Linked DNA regions of Mus musculus: region 1 is linked to region 2. Evidence: chromatin contacts called from public HiChIP or PLAC-seq data. All regions are on one chromosome and are shown on one strand. Each heading gives the region's core, a stretch centred on a gene start, on an enhancer-like site or on the middle of the called end of the contact. The rest is flanking DNA. Distances are from core to core; before and after follow the strand shown.

Evidence for each region. HiChIP or PLAC-seq counts read pairs in DNA pulled down with a chosen protein or histone mark.
Region 1: a contact with region 2 is called in an H3K4me3 HiChIP or PLAC-seq map of neural tube, with 2.9 times the contacts expected there. The contact joins the promoter of Slc29a3 here to the enhancer-like site in region 2. A contact is called at or near these places in 9 of 39 promoter capture datasets (the 3T3-L1 cell line, the HPC-7 cell line, cranial neural crest and 4 more), 4 of 15 datasets of contacts at CTCF or cohesin (the NIH/3T3 cell line, embryonic stem cells, large pre-B cells and 1 more), 6 of 484 Hi-C or Micro-C datasets (bone marrow-derived macrophages, embryonic stem cells and pre-B cells), 21 of 115 datasets of contacts at active chromatin or transcription factors (the NIH/3T3 cell line, bone marrow-derived macrophages, craniofacial prominence and 14 more) and 1 of 9 other capture datasets (adipose tissue).

The regions. Positions count from the first base shown.
Region 1 is chr10:60,751,173-60,757,238 of GRCm38.p6, reverse strand. It overlaps Slc29a3 (solute carrier family 29 (nucleoside transporters), member 3), which reads left to right and starts at 4,457. Exons shown (of 6, transcript NM_023596.3): 1 at 4,457-4,505. The coding sequence starts at 4,505.
Region 2 is chr10:60,441,853-60,448,119 of GRCm38.p6, reverse strand. All of the region lies in intron 15 of Cdh23 (cadherin 23 (otocadherin)), which reads left to right. Among named protein-coding and RNA genes, the nearest start is that of Gm17455, 45 kb to the right of the region's middle. Within about 2 kb of position 2,744, at least 30 of the 459 cell types and tissues checked have an H3K27ac peak or open chromatin away from gene starts, as enhancers often do. A contact at or near this core is called in craniofacial prominence, embryonic limb bud and neural tube, where this site is marked.

The DNA of each region.
Region 1 (6,066 bases), core at 3,208-5,707, 310 kb before region 2:
GACCAATGAGGTTAAAACAGGGACGTTGCAGTGGCAGAAAATGACCTCAAGGTGGCAACATCTACCAGTAAAACCCGATGGACTCCCTTGAGCCGGCCAGGCTGACTCCAAAGAAGGTACTCCCAGCACCTGAGTGGAAAGGCTGGAGAGGGAAGGCTGGCGGCTCAAAGCCCCCCCCCACACTACCCCCGCCACCCTGGCAGGAGGCTGGACCACCTAGGAAGATTCTGTCCTTTTTATTTTATTTTGGTTTTTTGAGCAAGAAAAGTACCTACCAATTTTGTTGAAAAGGTATCCACAATTTCTTTTGTGAATTTAAATTTTAATAATTTTATTAATTTTTAAAGAATGTTATAGAATGTATTCTAATCATATCCACCCCAGCTCCCCCCACCTCCACTTCAACTCCCTGTCCACCCAACTTGCTGTGCTATCCTAGTTCCTCTCTCTCTCTCTCTCTCAACTTGTGGAGTTCCATTTGCATTGTCTAAATTAGCTATCAAATGCCACTTTCTCTTCCAGAAGGGGTGGAACTTCCTGCCCACTTGGCCCTACTTTCATGCTGGGATTTTGTCTGGCTTAAGTTTGCATGGGCCTTAAGTCTTAATTTGGGTTTTATTGCTGTGAAGAGTCACCATGACCATGGCAACTCTTAAAAAGCAAGCATATAACTGGGGTTACCTTACAGCTTCAGAGGTTTAGTCCATCATGGTGGGAAGCATGGAATCATGGGAGTAGATGTAGTGCTGGAGACCTTGATCCAAAGGCAACCAGGAGGAGACTGGATGTGTTTTACACTGAGCATGGCTTGAGCATTTAAGACCTCCACAGTGACACACTTACTCCAACAAGGCCACACCTCCTCCAACAAAGCCACACCTCCTCCAACAAGACCACACCCCTTCCAACAAGGCCACACCCCCTCCACCAAAGCCACACCTCCTAATAGTGCCACTCTCTTTGGACAAGCATCCAAACACAGGAGTCTATGGGGGCCACACTAATTTAAACTACCACAGCCTGCTATCATAACCACTGTGGGTTCATGTGTGTAGCATCCCTGTTGTGCCTCAGAACAGAACACTGTGTGCTTGCCACATTTACCACCTTTGGCTTTTATCATGTTTCTATACTCTGTCAGTGATCCCTGAGTCTCAGAGGGAAGGGTGTTCTATATACATCCCATTTAGGACTGCACACTCCACAGTCTCATTCTCTACATGGGCTAGTCATGGGGAAAGGCCATGTAGTTAAAAAAAAAAAAAAAAAAAAGATCCCAGGTATAATGAACGCTGTTTATTGTCAACCACACAGAAGTTAGAAGCACAGCAAATGGGCCTCCAGCCATGTCTGTGATGCAATATTTAAACTACACTGATTGAAGTGGGGGGACCCAGCCCATGATGGGTGGCACCATTCCCTACTCAGGGAAATCTTGAACTGTATAAGGATGAAGAAAGCTAGCTGAGCACATGCGTGCACTACTCTCTGCTGACTTCAGATGGAATGTAACCTGCTGCTGCTGGCTCTTGCTGCCTTGATTTCCCTGCCAAGATGGGCAGGAAATAGAATTGTGGCCTAACCCCTTTCTCCCTTAAAGTGCTTTGTCCATGGTATTTGATCACAGGAACAGAAAAGTAAACTAAGACATCCAGTAAGGGCAGAAAAGGGAGAGCAGGCAGACCTACAGTCTTGGAAAGTGAGGACCCAAATACTTTTTATGGGCCCACTCAACCTGAATTCCCCAAAACTGCCTAAGTATTTTGTTAACTGGACACAATCTGTAGTCATCTGAAAAAAACCCTCTTCCATCAGATTGGTCTGTAGGCAAATCTATGGGGCATTTTCTTAACTAGTGATTGACCCACTGGGGATAGTGTCGTGTGTTGCAGGATACTTGATCACACTGTGAACCCCGAGATTGTGTGGTTTACTGGAAAAATCTGTTTCTAGTTGTGGTGTGACTCAGCCTTAGTACACACCTTTAATCCCTCTGGCTGGAATGCAGACATGCCCTTAGTACACACCTTTAATCCCTCTGGCTGGAATGCAGACATGCCCTTAGTACACACCTTTAATCCAAAACAATGAAGGTAAAGTTAGTTTGGAGAAGGTAGCACCCATGTTTGAAAGTGATATCTTATTGAGTGGCAGACAAAGTGATGAATCAGAGAAAGATTTGACAGAATAGGATCTGCCCAACTCTCACAAGAACAGAGAGAAAAGAGAGGCTACTTAAGAGAGAGCAATGCAGAGAGGAAGAGGGGAGGAAGACAGTCCTTACTGGGACAGTTGTCCAGAGACAGGTTGCAGAGGGAAAACAAGCCAGACACAGGTGAAGACAGAAGGAACCAGAGAATGAGAGGGAGCCCAAGGACCAGAACAGATTGCTGAAGTTAGTATGAGCCTGAGCAGAGCAATTCAGGAGAAGCCTAGAAAAGCCAGATTGAGTCAGTCAGTGTAGAGAGGACTTTGAGCCAGAATAGCTGAGTTGAACCAGACAGCCAGAACTCAGAAAAAAAAACTAGGAAAGGGTGAGCTTGAAATTCAGCAGTCTCAGAGGCTGTAAACATTCTAGGCCTAGGTAAGATTGTACAGAGGCTAGAAGCTTCCAAGACTAGGCCTAGGTTAGCAGACAGAGGCAGTAAACCTCTGAGACAACAATTACATTAGGCCAATGAAAGGTACTTTTATAGCTATGCCTTGTAGGTGGCCCTGGCTTGTATTAAAGCAAACCAGAGGGCAACTTTACTCCACGGCTTCTGTCTCAGTTCCTGCCTCCAGGAGTTCCCTAACTCCTGAGTTTCTACCACCGAGAGATCAAGTCCTGTAAGCCTCAGTTTCTTCCTGGTGTCTGCTTTAATTCTTGCTTCCAGCTTCCTATCTTCAGTTTTGGCTCCGATTCCCCTCAGTGGAGTTCTAAGATGAAATTAACCCTTTCCGTCCCAAGTCAGTTTTACTCCGGGGTTTTATCACAGCAAAGGACACAGGGAGACAAGGAGAACCGCCCAGGCTACCTTCTTGTTTGCTGTGCTTTTTCTGATCCTGAGGTAACCTTTGCCTCCTCTGTGCCCTGTAGGGAGTGTGCCCACGGCTTGGAGCATGCTAGCTTCTGCTCTCCCACAGAGCCGAATTCCAGACCTCACGTGTTCCCCTTGCAGTTGAGGCTGGTATTTAGGCCATGTTTTGAGATTTACTCATTTCTCTGAGCCTCACCCACGTGTGTATGTGGGTATGCATGTCTGATGTGTGTGCATATGTACATGTGTGCATGGGTGCATGTATACATATATGTGAGTGTGTCTAAAAGTGTGCATGTGTATGTGTGTGAGTGGGCAAGTGTGTGTGTGTCTGTGTTACACATTATTAAAAGCCTGTTGTTTTTCTTCTGTGTTTGATATTAGGGATCCTTTGCCAACTAGGAACCATGATGGGTAGAGAAAATTCTATTTTTTCCCCCTTCACACTTATGAAAAGAAGCCTACTAAGCTTTGGCATCAGTAAGTCCCCAGCTGGTCTCTGGGACTGGCCCACACCAGCCTTGCTTGTGCCCACGTTTTCTCTGGTCTAGCGCAGGACATCAGCCAACTCCTACTCTGCCTCTTTCTTTTCCCCTCCTGTCCTTACCTCCTCTCCTCAGGTGATCTGTAAGGACAGCGCAGGCATGTATACTCCAACCCTAACGCCGCCAGGGTCTCAAGTAACCTGGGCTGACCACTATGTAGCTAAGGTGAGCCTAAACCCCAGAGCCTCCCAAGTGCGGGTGGTAGGTGACACCTACACGTCCCCTGCAGGGCAGCGGAGGAAGTCACCCCCCAGTGGTAAGGGATTGGGTAGAAAGGAAGCCCAAACTTCTGCCACTCTTGGGTGTTTCCTTAGGTTCCCCACTTTTCTCTCTCTCTCTCAAAAAGAAAACAAAAACAAAGCACATCGGTTCCGTAACCCCCACTCTGCACTCGGAGCTGTACAGGAGCCATCTTCAGCTCTCTCCTGAACTTTGATCTCAGAGTCTCCCAAAAGTTTCTCTTCTGCAGATGTGGCATCTGGATTGCCCCTCCAACACAAATCTGCTCACTCTGGCCTCGCTCACTGCCACCAAATAGCTTCAAGCTCTCTCTGCGGCTCTCCACCTAGGCTGGGAGGCCAAGTTCATCTTGCTGGTACATCCTGCTCTGGAAGTATTGAGGGGGAGCAGGGGGCTGTGGGGCACCCTAGGGAATGAGGCGGTGGATACCAATAGGGAGTCAGGCAGGACCTGTTCCAAAGCCACACTTTTTTCACTTTGCAATTGGACGCCTGCAGTTACTGCCGTAGGCCAGGAAGAGGCGCGCGTGGGGGCGGGGCCAGAGGGAGGAGTCGGCAAACCCGGAAGCGCTGAACGGGGCGTGGTGAGCTGAGAAAAGGAGGGCGGGGCTGGGAGGACAAGGGCGGAGCCCGGCCTGGCTGAGCTCTGGTCACAGTGGCCCAGCGCCTTGGACCTGGTGGAGGTAGCAGCGGCAGCGACAGTAAGTGCGGGTGCAGCGGCCCCCATGCTTGGCTGGGTCTTCCCTTCCCGAGGCTGAGCCTGGCCTCTCCTCCACACTCTTCTCTGGTCCCGCGTGTGGGGACAGGTCGGCCCGAAAGATCCAGAAGGCTTTGCGGGTCCGGATCGGATGCCACAGCTGCCTCTGCAGCGAGGACTTGTCTTAGCCTACTGCCAGGCTCGCTCTTGGACCCCAGCCTGTGTCCACAGGAGCCATCGTGGCACACGGGCTGGCCAGACATGTTCTCAGTCCCCAGACTCCTACCCTTTCCAGCTCTGACTGGTCCTTACCCCAGGACCCCAGTCAGAGGCAGGGACAGCTTGGCCCCGGGAGGTTCTCCGCCTCCTCTCCTTTCTTTGTCTTTCTCTATTCATCCAAAGCCACAGCTACCTTTTATAAAGAGTAATAAGGCGTTGCTCAGTCCACTGCACCGCCCGTGACCTGGTTAGAGAAGATCCCTGGCAACTTCAGATGCTTGGTCAAGGCTGAGTAGTCCTTGATGAATAGACACAGTAGCTGAGAAGGGACTTCAGACCTGTGTGGGTCTGGGTGACCCACACTGAGCCGCTGAGCCGTGCGCCCACCCTCCTAGCCTGAACTTCTGGAAATGGAACAGGTCCTTGCCAGTTCTCTGATGCTTCATGATTATCTTTCACACTAAAAAAGAAAATACGTGTACATATGTGTGCCTTTGTGTGGGTATGTGCAGTTCTTTCAGGTGCCCACAAAAGCTACAGGAGGGCATAGAATTCCCTGGAACAGGAGTTAAAAGTAGCTGAGCTACTTGACTAGGGTGCTGGGAACTGAACACGGGTCATTTGAAAGAACAGCAAGCGCTCTTCACTGCTGAAACATTTCTCTAGATTCTGTTTATATTTAAAAAACAAACAATAATTTAAAGCACGTTTGCATGGATGGCCCTGTCTAGGTCCTTGCATGGTCCTCTTTGGTCTTTGTGTGAATTAAGGCTGTAGAGGGGTCTGCTCAGCTTGCTAGGACACTGTAGAACCTCTGGCCTGCCTGAGCCAGGGCTCCGCTGCAATAGTCAGGGATCTGTTTATCCAGCAGTGCTGATGAGGGGCATTCCCCTTGTTTGTCTCTGCTCATAGCTTCTTGCTGCAGGAAGCCTTCAAGAGGGAGGGCTATGGGGACTTGGAACCAGCAGATGGAGTCACATTCCCAGATTATCCCTGGGGGTTGGGGGAGGGAGATGAGGTTAGGGAAACCCCCCCCCCCCCCCAGGGCATCCAGACAGCGTGACTGTATCATCCATGCCCCTGTGACCTAGGCAAGTGGCTTGAACTTTCTGAGCCTCATATTCCTCCGGACCTAATACCCGGCTGTCATGGCTCACTCACTGGGTGTCGCTGGCACTCTGAAGTCCTGGAGTGGTTTCTTTGTGAAATAGGGTCTCACTTAGTCCAGGTTAGCCCTTAAACTCGATATGTAGCAGGGCTGACCTTGAATCCTGATCTTCCTGCCTTCACCTCCAGAGTGTTACTGGGTTGTAGATGTATGTGCACAGCCTGGCCTAACTTGATTG
Region 2 (6,267 bases), core at 1,495-3,994:
TCCACCGCTTTCTGGACCACCCACTGTTTGATCACTCAGGGTCTCAACACTTTCCCCAGAGCCTCCATCAGTAGCTCTTCTTCCATGGATATGACCACCCCCTGGAGGCCATATCGCTCAGAGCAACAGTACCTTGCCACACTGAGTTCTGCCCACCACTCACGGCTACTGTGGTTCCACCCTCAACCCCACGCCATCTGAGCTGAAGAAGAAATTTCCCAATGTGCTATGCATTGCCACAGAAGCATAGAGAGCCGAGCTGTCTGCTGGCTATACCCTTTCACCCACATCCTTTGTGTTTGTGTATGTGGGGGGGGGGGGACACAGAAAGTTCCGTGCTCTCGGTCCCACCAGCGGAGCCTCCTCCCATCCACAGCAGCCTCTCTAGTCCTACATCCTACATGTGTGTGATGGGGAAAGTTTCTCAGCAGAGCCCAACATTCTCACTTGGTTTGAGGAGCTGCTCCAAGGGCCTGCATGATGATGAATGTGTCAAGTATTACTGTGCAGCACCAGGGCTCGCTGGAGCTGTTTAAAAATGCATTCTGGCATGTAAATTTCTGCTCCATCAATCCTGATGACATGTCAAACATTGCAATTGTTTCCTGAACAAATTGTGCCTGGTGCCCTTCTCTGCGGATCTGTGCATGGGAGCAGAACCGCACTCAACGCCTGCTAGGTTACTGGGACCCAGCGCTGCCTGCAAGGTAGCCTGGCAGCTGGGCCTGCCGTGCTTCAGAGCCGAAGCCCCTGTACGCATGCGTAGGAGGTCTGGACGTGCACGCGTGACTACAGTGCAGGTGTTGGATGAGGACTGACTGCACGTGGGACCACAGGCATGCTGGGAGAGATGTCCAGGTGGCTGGGAGAGGCAGGGGGAGGACTGCAGGGGCTGATGGGAGCACTTGAGACAAGGGAGGAGTGTGTGTGTGTGTGATCTACATGGCTCAGGGTTAGTAACCTGAGTGCTCTCTGCCTGCCTGAGCCAGAGAGAAAATAAAGAGATGCTGGAAGTATATACAAGGGAAAGCCAGGATACCAGGAAGAGGGTCTATTTGAGACCCAGAGAGAAAGGGTCTATGTATAAAGACTTCAGAAGATGCAGAACAGGAGGAGGTACAGTAATGGAAAGCTTTTAGGCTATAGAAAGGAGTTGAGGTGTTCTGAGGTCCCCATCCCAACAGGAAAAGAGTCATATAGCAGAGTGAAGCATCCAGGAAGGGCGGGGCTGTATTTGGAAGGAGGCTCAGAGGATGGCCATCTAGAGCTGATGTGAGCAAGTGGGAACCAGTGGGGCTTAAGGCTCAACAATTGCAGATGAGCATTGACCAGGCCAAGTCAAGGGCCTACAGGGAGGTGCGGAGACAGCTGTGGTGTGTGTGTGTGTGTGTGTGTGTGTGTGTGTGTGTGTGTGTGTGTGTAGGGTGCTGGCAGGGCAGGTATCCTGGGATAGGACACTTGCGTCTAGTGGAAGTGAGTTAGAAAGGCTCTTTGAGAGTACTAGCTGGGTCCGAGGGCACTTTCAGGGAGCACGTGTGAGAATCTATTCCCTGTTGGCAAGGGGAGTCCCTGGGAACACATCTAGGGTGCTAGGCTTGCTGTGAGCCCTGGACCCACTGGCACAGGGAGACCTGTATACTGAGGGTTGGGTAGGTCAGAGGACATCTGTTTTCACCAGAATGGATGCCCCAACCCTCAGCAGAGATGTCAGGTTGGACCACACCATACCCCTCCCTTCCTTCAGGTTGAGTCTAAGATACCCACACAGACCAAGCTCAAGCATACACAGAGCTGGGGATCTTCTTTGGAAGTCAGTGGAAGGCACCTCTTCCAGGTTCCAGCTCCGCTAGCTGAGGGGTGACATCTTGGAAAAGCCAAGCCCATGCTATAGGAGCTGCCCCTCTCAGTCAAGGCTGGAAGGACACCCAAGCAGGGGCAGAGCCACTGAGCCAAGAGGAGAGCCTTGCCTATAGGGGACACCTGGCTCCGAGGGACACCCACCTCTATAGGATCAGGAAGGTGTATGGTTAACAGCTCAGGCTACAGCTGCCTTTTCCATATCCCAGCACTGCAGCTGTGTGACCTTGGGCAAGCTAATTCACCTTACAGAGTCCCCCCCCCCCCCGCTCCCTCCTTCATCTATAGAATGGGGTGTCCCATGGAGCTATTGGGAAGGTAGAATGAAAGCATAGGAAATTCTTGTAAAAATCTGTGGCTTGTAGTGAAATGCTCAAAGCAAAAAAAAAAAAAAAAAAAAAAAAAAAAAGGGGGGGGGGGGGGGGGGGGGCCAGCCCACCATCAATGCACTGAGCAGAGACTGGAGTTTTGGACCAGTCTGGGGACCACATCCCCCCTCCCTCTCCAGGCTCCTCACTCACCTTGTCTTAACCTTTGGAATTTTCTCCCCACGTGTATTTATTTTTTCCCCTTTCCGTCCACAGCAGAAAATTACACTTGTGTTGGCATTGTCCATCACGAAAATAAGTGCCATGGCTGCAATCACGAAGCTCAGAGGTGGAATGCGCTCGCCCAGGAAAGCAGTTCAGGGCGAGGTTGAGGGGATGCCTCAGAAACTGGGCGCCCTGGCACCTCAGCCTGGCATGGCTATTCCTGTAGCAAAGGCATGTGGGGCAGGAGCTGGCCACTGGAGCAGTGCTGACCACAGGGGCAGTGCTGGCATGGGTAGAAACCCACCATAAGGACGGGAGCTGACCACAGGAGTGGTGCTGACCGCAGGATTGGTGCTGACCACTGACCATGGGGACAGGAGCTGACCACTGGAGCGGTGCTGACCACAGGGGCAGTGCTGGCATGGGTACAAACTGACCATGGGGACAGGAGCTGACCACAGGAATGGTGCTGACCACTGACCACGGGGACAGGAGCTGACCACAGGGGCAGGTGCTAAACACAGGGCAAGTGCCAATCATCACAGAGACAAGGTGCTGACCATGAGGACAGAAGCCGGCCAAGGGGACATGAGTTGGCCAGGGAGACAGGTGATCCTGACCCACCTTCATTCCTTCTAGACTGGGGAAGGCCTGGTGAGGGAGACAAAGATGTCCTAAGTCCCCAGGCCTGGGTGTCCTGCTGCACACAGTCGTTAGCTCTCCTGCCAACACCAGGCACCTTAATGCAGAGCCTTCTGCCATTCAGAGAGGCCTCTCAGCCTCACTCCCCTGCCTACAGCCTGTTCTTTGCTGTATCTCCTCAGGGCTCTGGCCACTGTCTGAGTTCCACTATCTAGCTAGTTCTTTCTCAGCTGTCTCTCTATTCTGATGATAAGTCACCTTTCAAAGAGGACCTGACACTTTGGTTCCTCGTACAGTATCCAGCACACTGGAAAGGCTATAGAGAATTTACTGAGCAGCAAGGGGAGGGGGGCGGGAGTGTCATAAGCCTTCAGGTAGGCTAGCTATCCTCCATCTGCCCAATATTTCCACTGTGTCCTGCCCGCAGAACCTCACAAAGAGTCATTCAATCTCCACGCTGTCACTAGGTTGGTCTTTAGAAGCTGTCTTAGGGTTTCTATTGCTGTGAACAGATACCATGACCAAAGCAACTCTTATAAGGACAACATTTAACTGTGGCTGGCTTACAGGTTCAGAGGTTTAGTCCATTAGCATCAAGGCAGGGAGCATGGCAGCATCCAGGCCAGCATGGTACAGGAGGAACTGAGAGAGAGTTCTACATCTTGTTCCCAAGGCAAACAGGAGAAGACTGACTCTTCCTCCACTGGGCAGAGATTCAGAGCCCAGCCCCACAGTGACACAGTCCCTCCAACAAGGCCACGCCTCCTAACAGTACAACTCCCTATGGGCCAAGCATATTCAGACCACCACAGAAGTAACCAGAATTTGAGGTGTGTCATGAACCCCAGGTTACCCCTGATTAATCTTCAGGGTTCCTCACTGGCCACAGGAGCATCTGTCTGCTCATGGCCGCAGGTAGCAACAAGTGGGATCTGAGCTTTTCCTTTACCGGGAGGGAAGTGGGGGCTCATGAGTGATTTTCAAGACCCCAGATTATGCCACGCATTCCCTGAGAGATGTGACCAAGGACTCCTGGCCAAGACCAGGGAATGTTCCGAGGGCTCTGTAAGGGAAGAGTGGGTCCTGATGGTCAGGATTTTGAATGAAGGGATGGGGTAATGCACTATGTGAAGAGTTTGGGGTGTGTCAGGGAAGATGGGGCTACAGGAATGAAGGTTAGCTGGGATGTGACTAGCCTTGACATCAGGATATTGGCCTGGATTAGTTTATCAAGTAACAAGGAGGCATTGGAGTTTTTTTAAGCAGAGAAGAACAGTAATATTTTTTTAAAATATATTTATTTGTATATTTGTGTGTGTGTGTGTGTGTGTGTGTGTGTGTGTGTGTGTGTGTGTGTGTGTGTGTGTGTGCAGGTACCTACAGAGGCTAGAAGATAGTATCATGCTCCCTGGAACTGGGGTCATAGGTTACCCATGAGCTTCCTGACATGATGCGGGAAACCAAGCTTGGATCCTCTGGAAGAGCCTGTGCTATGTACAGAACCCAAGGCTTTGCTGATGGAGTGAACCCTTACATTTTGCCAAAGGGCTGGCGTCTTGGACTTCTGCTCTGTCAATACAGCAGCAGGTAGTGAGTCACCATGCTGAATACCCAGCAGCAAGCTTCATGAAGCACTTGTTAGTGCCCTTAAATCCTGAGCCACCTCTCTAGTCCCTGTAGAGGCCATCAGATTCTCTAGTAAAATGTACTAGTATACAGATGTCCTGTGTCAATCTAGCACCCAGCAGAGACAAGGTGGGGTGGTCTCTACACAAGTACCAGAAGGGGGCGCTAGAGGATAGTTGAAGCGTTCACCTGGAACCCAGGATTGCCTGGGTAGCCAGGTACAGTCTGAGACACCTGTGTGGCCAACTGTGCCCTCTCCCCACCATCCTGAAGCCTGACATGGAGGCCTCAGGAGTATCCTGTAGGACACCCATATACTCATTTCTAGACTGGCAGGGAAGAGGGAGGAGGGGTGTCTGGAAGGGAATTCTGTTCTCTACCTGCAGGCCTTTGAGCACATCCTTATGTGAGCCTGGCCTATCTGTCACTTGATACGGCAGTGGACATCTTGTAGCTGCTGTGAGCAAGTCTGAGGAAGGAGGTGGCTTATTGGATGCTCAGGCAGACAGAGCTGCACAGGGTGGGGCCAGAGCAGTGACTGCCAGACTGCACAGAGTACTGCATGGGTGACTAGATATCCAGCCCTGAGGGTAACACACTGGGGTCCTGTATCCCTCACGGCACAAGATGGATGTAAGTGGGGATGTGAGGGCAGGTAACTCGGCATCTTGGAGCTTCTGTTTGTTCCTTGCTAAAGGTTGCTCTTCCATAACAGAGACCAAAATGCCTGACAGAACAAGAAGGGAGGGAGGATCTATTTCAACTCATGGTTCCAGAGGGTCTAACCCATGGTCCTTTGGTCTCATGCTCTTTGACACAACATCGAGGTAACTGGAGTGTGTGATGAGTACTTGAAGGATGCACACAGGAACAGGGCCAGGTGCAATGCGCTCCCAGGGCCCGCCCACCCTAGTGACCTACTTCCTTTATCTGGGTCACACCTCCCCAGATAGCATCCCAGCTGGAGACCAAACCTTCAATGTGAGGACATTTCATACAGAAGCCACAATGGGGGACGGGTTATATGTACTTACCTGGTAGGGATGTGGTCACAGCTAAAGAGACTTACAGGGACTGGGAGGACAGCTCTGCAGTCAAATGCTGTGCACAAATGTGGAAGGATCTGAGTTTGATCCTCCAAACCCCCATAGAAGTGTGATGGTACCTGCTAGTAATCCCAGTGCTGGAAGGCAGGGACGGGAGACAGGAGGATCTGTCCCTGGGGCTCACTGGCTATCTGGCCTCACCTGACCAGCAAGCCCCAGATCCGAGTGAGAGACCCTGTCTCAAGCAAGGTGGACAGCTCCTGAGGGAGAATTCCCAAGATTGACTTCTGGTCTCTATACACACAAACATGTACACACAGGTATATACATATAACTCTACACATGCACACACACATATATAATACATACAAACATATATACATATTTATATACACATGTATACACATACATATGTACATATATATATGTATACATACAGACCTACACACATATACAGACTCATTTATTATATATATTATTATATATTAATGCTGTATTATACTATATGTATACATACACACACACACACACACACACATATATATAATGTAGATGGGCACAGA